Linked DNA regions of Mus musculus: region 1 is linked to region 2. The links are chromatin contacts, called in public Hi-C maps. All regions are on one chromosome and are shown on one strand. Each heading gives the region's core, a stretch centred on a gene start, on an enhancer-like site or on the middle of the called end of the contact. The rest is flanking DNA. Distances are from core to core; before and after follow the strand shown. Region 1 has its middle 240 kb from the start of Gm39601. Region 2 has its middle 8.4 kb from the start of Meis1.

Region 1 (2,700 bases), core at 17-2,516, 350 kb after region 2:
TAGATGTGTGGAATTCTTGCACAGCTTCTGGCTTCAAGGAGCCTCTAAGTGAGGAAGAGGAGCAGCAGCCCAGATCGCAAGCTCCCAGAAGTCCAGCTTTCTGTGCCAGTTGAAGAACCTCCACGAGGACTGTGGAGCAAGTTTATGGGATGAATGGAGTCTGTCATCAGGCCTCAATGGAATCTGTTCCCTTCACCCAGATGGCACGGGATGGTTCCGCTAGACTTCAAGGGGTCACCGAATCACACACACGAAGGGTGTGTTAAAAATCATGAGGTTAGCCCAAATGCTCCCATTTTGCTTTCTTATGCATAAGCATCAAAGTAGGTGCAGACCCTCAACACCATAATCCATTATGAAAAACTGAAAGCAGCTGCTTAGATCTTTAGACTTTCTACACAGAGAACCCGCATCTGGTCCCAGTTTGCTGCAAAGAAATAGGTTTCATTCTTCTACCCAGCCCCACTACAGAGAGCCCTGAGAGCTGCCTGGCTCCCCAGCTCAAGGTTCATTGCTCTGCTTTCAAGCCTTCATTCATGCTGAAGAACCTTTGTTCCCCCCACCCCCACCCCACCCCCCAGCCAAGAAGCCACCTCAGAGCAGGGAGTCTACAGTCCCAGCAGTTCACCCAAGGCTGGGGATTAGCAACAGCAGTTCTGAGCCCCCAGAGGAAATTTCTGAATAGACCACATATATGAAGAAGAAGAAGAAAACCGTTTGTAATGGACAGTTTCAGAACTAATATTTTAGAGTTGCACAAAGTTGAACTATTGACTCACTTTCTATTCATTGCAGAGTCAGAGTTCAGCCATAATTTATCTGTTTGATTCCACTGACCATCAGCAGTTGTGGCTATTCTCTGCCTAGCCTTGGAGCGCAGCTAAATGATGACGTCCAAACCCTCCCCCCCTAACTTCCCCTCCAGCCTGTTTCAGCAGTCTCTCCAGGTACTTCCTGTCTCCCCAGCTTCACTGTCTGGCAGTTACTTCAGACAAGTCAATATGTTTAAATTATATCTGAACTCAAGGTAATTAATCATGAAACTTATGCTTTGTCATGTGGTTTTAAAAAACCCAAAAAACCTTCTGTTTGGCATTTCACTGAATCACAATTAAAAAACAAAAGCTACCTGCAATGCATTGTGACTACCACTTACATTTTGAAACTGGAATCCTTCTTTGTCAAGGTTGTATAAGGAGAGCAAAGACAGCATTTGGGGAAAAGTTAAGTAGATCAAAGGAAAGACTCCTGTGAGCTGGCCTGGTCGAAATGTACAGAATGGCACACACAAAGATCACGTGATGAACTGCCTCTTTGATGGATTTTACACACATGGCCAGGGCTTTGCGGCTTGCTATGTCATTACACTACATATTGCACTGGACCTGTCTTACTAAACACTAGCAATGCTTCCTTTTACAGTCTGGTTCCCTCCAGTTTTAGCCTTATCCTTATATCATGTGACCTTAGTATCTGGTCCCCCTGTTCCCACCTTATTTGATGCTGGTATCCACAAGTTACAGAGTCCTGACTATCAAGGTGAGGTGGTGAAGAGTTCCCATCTATGAAATGAGGTACAATTGCTGTCCACTTTGATCGGTTTCTAACTCAAAGAGTATGTCAGACATCAAATGTTTAAGGGAGGTAGCTACCTACATCAACCACTTCTCAGACATTGGCTAAAGCTCCATGGTTTAATTCAGTTCTGCTCTGCTTCCATTGACATGGGGTTAGTGATAGATCATACACATGTTAAAGAAACAGTTCCCAAAGGCTGCCTCACTGCAGAGACAAATTGCAAAGCCCAGGCCTCCTATACTTCTGACCATATAGCTCTAAGCAGGATGTTATATGACCAGCTCTCTACTTTTCCTGACATGACTCAGATAACTCGGTAACACAGTTTACTCGTTAACGTTTAGTGAGTTTTTTACAAACTAATGATACATCCCAAGAAAAGCTAGGAGAAGATCATCCATGCTCTCTCCAGGCACACTTGTCAAGGGTGAGGTTAAATGTTCTTATCCTGTAATCATGGTAGCCAGCCCCACCCCCAAGCTATGGAGGGCCCCACCAAGATATACCTACCCCATTAACAAAACCACATGTCTGGTTGAGTGAGGGTATTCTAACTCTTATCAACTATACAAAAAATTTTTTCTTCCCACTCACCCAGGAAACGTCAAAAGTTTTAGATAGTTTCTGCCAGAAATTAGAGATGAGAACCAAACAAATGTTTCTCACTATATGACAGTGTCATGCCATTAAAGGCATTTCAGAAACAATGCTAATGAGGTAAACCTAGGTGTCATAGAAACAGCGCTTTCCAACAAAGGATTCAAAGCTTCCAAACAAATCCCATATACCACAGCACCAGTCAGGATTTAGTACAGGAAACCGAAATTCTTGTATTTAAAGCAAGGAATTATAAGCGTTTAAGGTCACTGGTAGAACTGAAGGAGTGAGTTCTCAGGGCTGGGCCTTCGGGATGACTTCTGAACCACTACAGGAAATGATGAATGCTCACAATAACACCCTACCTCTCAGGTGCTCACTATAATATAGCTTGAGGTAGATTAGAATTACAAGTGTGGATACCATTTTCATTTAACACGAGCTTTGCTATAACAATGAGAAAATGAACAAAAACCAGGAAAAAAAATACCTCAGCCTGGTATCAATGTCTCCAAGGTGCAGTTC
Region 2 (2,700 bases), core at 156-2,655:
CTGGTAATGGAATTACCAAGTGCTGGAAGAGAACTGGCTGGTGCAGACGCAGCCAGCAGTTGCAAACATTTACCTTTGAAAGCAACTGGATGAGGCTGATTGCCCATGCTTAGCATCGGTATTACACCGAATAAAGGGGCAGGTTTTGTGCGAATCTCCAGGCAAAAGGGTGGTAGTGGGGAATGATTATTCAAAAATAAATATTTTAACATTTCATTGAGTCGTCTAATGAATAAGAAAATCGTCGAAGGCTTCCTGCAGCTCAGAGAGAATTCTAGCGGTGCGGAAAAACACTAGGAGAAAAGAAGAAGAAACTGAAGGGTGCCTGCTGAGCAGTTACTCATTTGTGACGTACTTTTCTGTGCCTTTATTGAAAAATGAAAAATAAATACCATCTTTCCTTGTCTTAAAAATAGCTTCAGACTACGGTTATGCTTGCTGAAAATCACATTGTCTAAACAACTTCTGCATGGTAGGGTCCGTTTGAAAACGGGAGGAAAAGTCTACAATCTTGCAGGCTCCCCTCCTTCCAGGTCCGAAAGGATAATTTCTCTCACAGGCGCTTCCTTGGCCACTTCCGGGAATATGGGGTGGGGGCAGTCACCGTATCCCTCCGCCTGTGCGGGTACGTGTCGCCAAGCCTCAGTGGCCTGCCTGCACTCCTGGAGTGAGCATTCCCTGGGATCGGTGGGGTGCCCGAGGCCACGGGATTTGCAAGCACAGGGGATAGGAGTCTGTGCACACTGGGCTGGGTTCAGGGGAGTTCTGAGTCCTTTGGGGAGAGGACGAGTGGCCAGAAAAGGTGGAAAAGATCCCTTTGCAGGTAGCTGCCTGTCGGGTCCCCGGCCACTCTGGACAGCCATTCTGTGGGGGACTTGAGGGGGGGACTGAGGGAGCAGATCCCGTCTAGAGGCTCTGGGTAGCCCGCCCGGTGCAAAGCTCTTGGGGACACAGGGACACCGCGCGCGACTCTGGCAATAGCTTCCACTGCTCGAGGCTGAGTGTCATAAGGTGCCTTTCTTCCCAGCTAGACTGAAGGATTCCTGAGCTCTCGGCCTGGGGTCTGATTCTAGAAGCTTCTGGCCTTTGTTCACGGACAGTTTTTCCTTCGAGGGGCATTCAGGCGGTCAATAGGTCCTGTAGGTCATGTGCTCGGTGATCAGAGAGCCTCGGAACATGGAGGGACCCTTGTGCACGCTCGGAGGGAGGAGCTGAACTGAGTTAGGGCTTCAGGTTCTCAGAAGAGCCGCGTGGAGATTCGCGCGTGTCCTCACTTCAGCTTCCGGCCGCCGCGAGTGGACGCGGAGGGACCTAAGGGACCGGGGAGTCGAGTCGCACAGCGCCGCGTGCAGCGAGCGGAGCGGGCGGGAGGAAGGACTTCAGGGAACAGCAGAGCCGGGCAAGCGAGGGCGGGGCCAGGCGCCGTGGGACCCTGGACCCAGAGACTCAGAGGGCCTCAGACTCAGAGTCCCGCTTAAAGCTGGAGTCAGACTCTGGCTGGGCTCGTCCCTAGACGCTGCCACGGCGGGAAATGAGCGTGTCCCCTTCCGCGCGAGATCCGGGTCAGGCATTTGCAGGATGGCACGTCCACCTTTCGAGGTGGGCAAAGCTGTGTGGGCCTCCATGTTCACATTTAACAGATAGAAATGTCCTTGGGGCAAGGAAGCAAAGGAAAATATGTTGGAGGGGCAGGAGCTACTAATACTGAAGGCTGGGCTAAGACTCTGGGAGAAGCCATTGCCCTCCTTCAAGCAGTAAAAAGTCACTCAGTGCCCTAATGACCTGGATGAAAGATCTGCTTGGGGGTCCCCTTTTTACAGCTGTTCCTCCACAGCTGAGCACTTCAGAGCTCAGGTGTCAAGGCATTTATAAGCCCATTTCACAAATGCACAAGCAAAGATCCAGAGAGTTTAAATGACACATCCAATTTCTTCTCTTTTCTATGTGCCTCAATGTTCTTTTTAAAACCCCCCCCCCCAATTTATTTAAAAAACAAACAAACAAACCCACACCAGAGATTTTGCTCTTCTCTCCTAAGAAGACTGGAGGTAGGTATATGCTGTGTGCTGGCAGAGCATGGCCTGGATAATGATGTGGAGTTCTAGCTTGGTAGCCCGGACTCCATCATTGAGACACTTTCTGTGAGCCAGGAACCCCCTAGGCTGCCTAGGAGGAGGAAGGTTCAAGACAAAAAAAGAGACTAAAAAGAGCTTGTAGATGACAGCAGGAGTCTTCCAGGGCTTGCCCCGTCTAGGACAACCTCCCCCCCCTCCAACCTCCCCCCCCCCCAGCAGCAGCAACAACCAAAAGCCTTCAGGCTTTTCCATGGACTTCCTGGACTCCTACTTATTCAGTTCCCTTGGGACAAGGAAGAAAGGAGCCTGGAGGGTTTGAATAGATGCCAAGACTGACTCTAGGGTCAACTGGCCCGGGTCTGGTCACCCACATAGCAGGGACACTCAAGACATCATTTACTCCTGTACCACATGACTTCTAACCCTGTCCCACTAGTAGCTTGTCTTTAGGAACTCAAACACAAAGGAACTCAAAACATCATAGATTTCAAACAGACATAATATCTAATTGGGATGCTAAGATCTAAACCTTACAAAACTGTATTGTATTCTCTTTCCCTGAACCCCACTGCCCACCCCGTTACTAGAACACTGTCCAAGGGAGGCCAGGATGCGTAGTGAGTTG

What was found. A called contact is a pair of places that touch in the nucleus more often than the background predicts.
Region 1: a contact with region 2 is called in a Hi-C map of hematopoietic stem and progenitor cells, with 3 times the contacts expected there. The contact joins two enhancer-like sites. A contact is called at or near these places in 1 of 39 promoter capture datasets (the HPC-7 cell line), 2 of 484 Hi-C or Micro-C datasets (LSK cells and hematopoietic stem and progenitor cells) and 3 of 115 datasets of contacts at active chromatin or transcription factors (craniofacial prominence, extraembryonic endoderm stem cells and trophoblast stem cells).

Annotation. Positions count from the first base shown.
Region 1 is chr11:19,380,220-19,382,919 of GRCm38.p6, forward strand. It overlaps the pseudogene Gm12026. Among named protein-coding and RNA genes, the nearest start is that of Gm39601, 240 kb to the right of the region's middle. Within about 2 kb of position 1,267, at least 10 of the 459 cell types and tissues checked have an H3K27ac peak or open chromatin away from gene starts, as enhancers often do. A contact at or near this core is called in hematopoietic stem and progenitor cells, where this site is marked.
Region 2 is chr11:19,026,051-19,028,750 of GRCm38.p6, forward strand. No RefSeq gene overlaps it. Among named protein-coding and RNA genes, the nearest start is that of Meis1, 8.4 kb to the left of the region's middle. Within about 2 kb of position 1,406, at least 156 of the 459 cell types and tissues checked have an H3K27ac peak or open chromatin away from gene starts, as enhancers often do. A contact at or near this core is called in hematopoietic stem and progenitor cells, where this site is marked.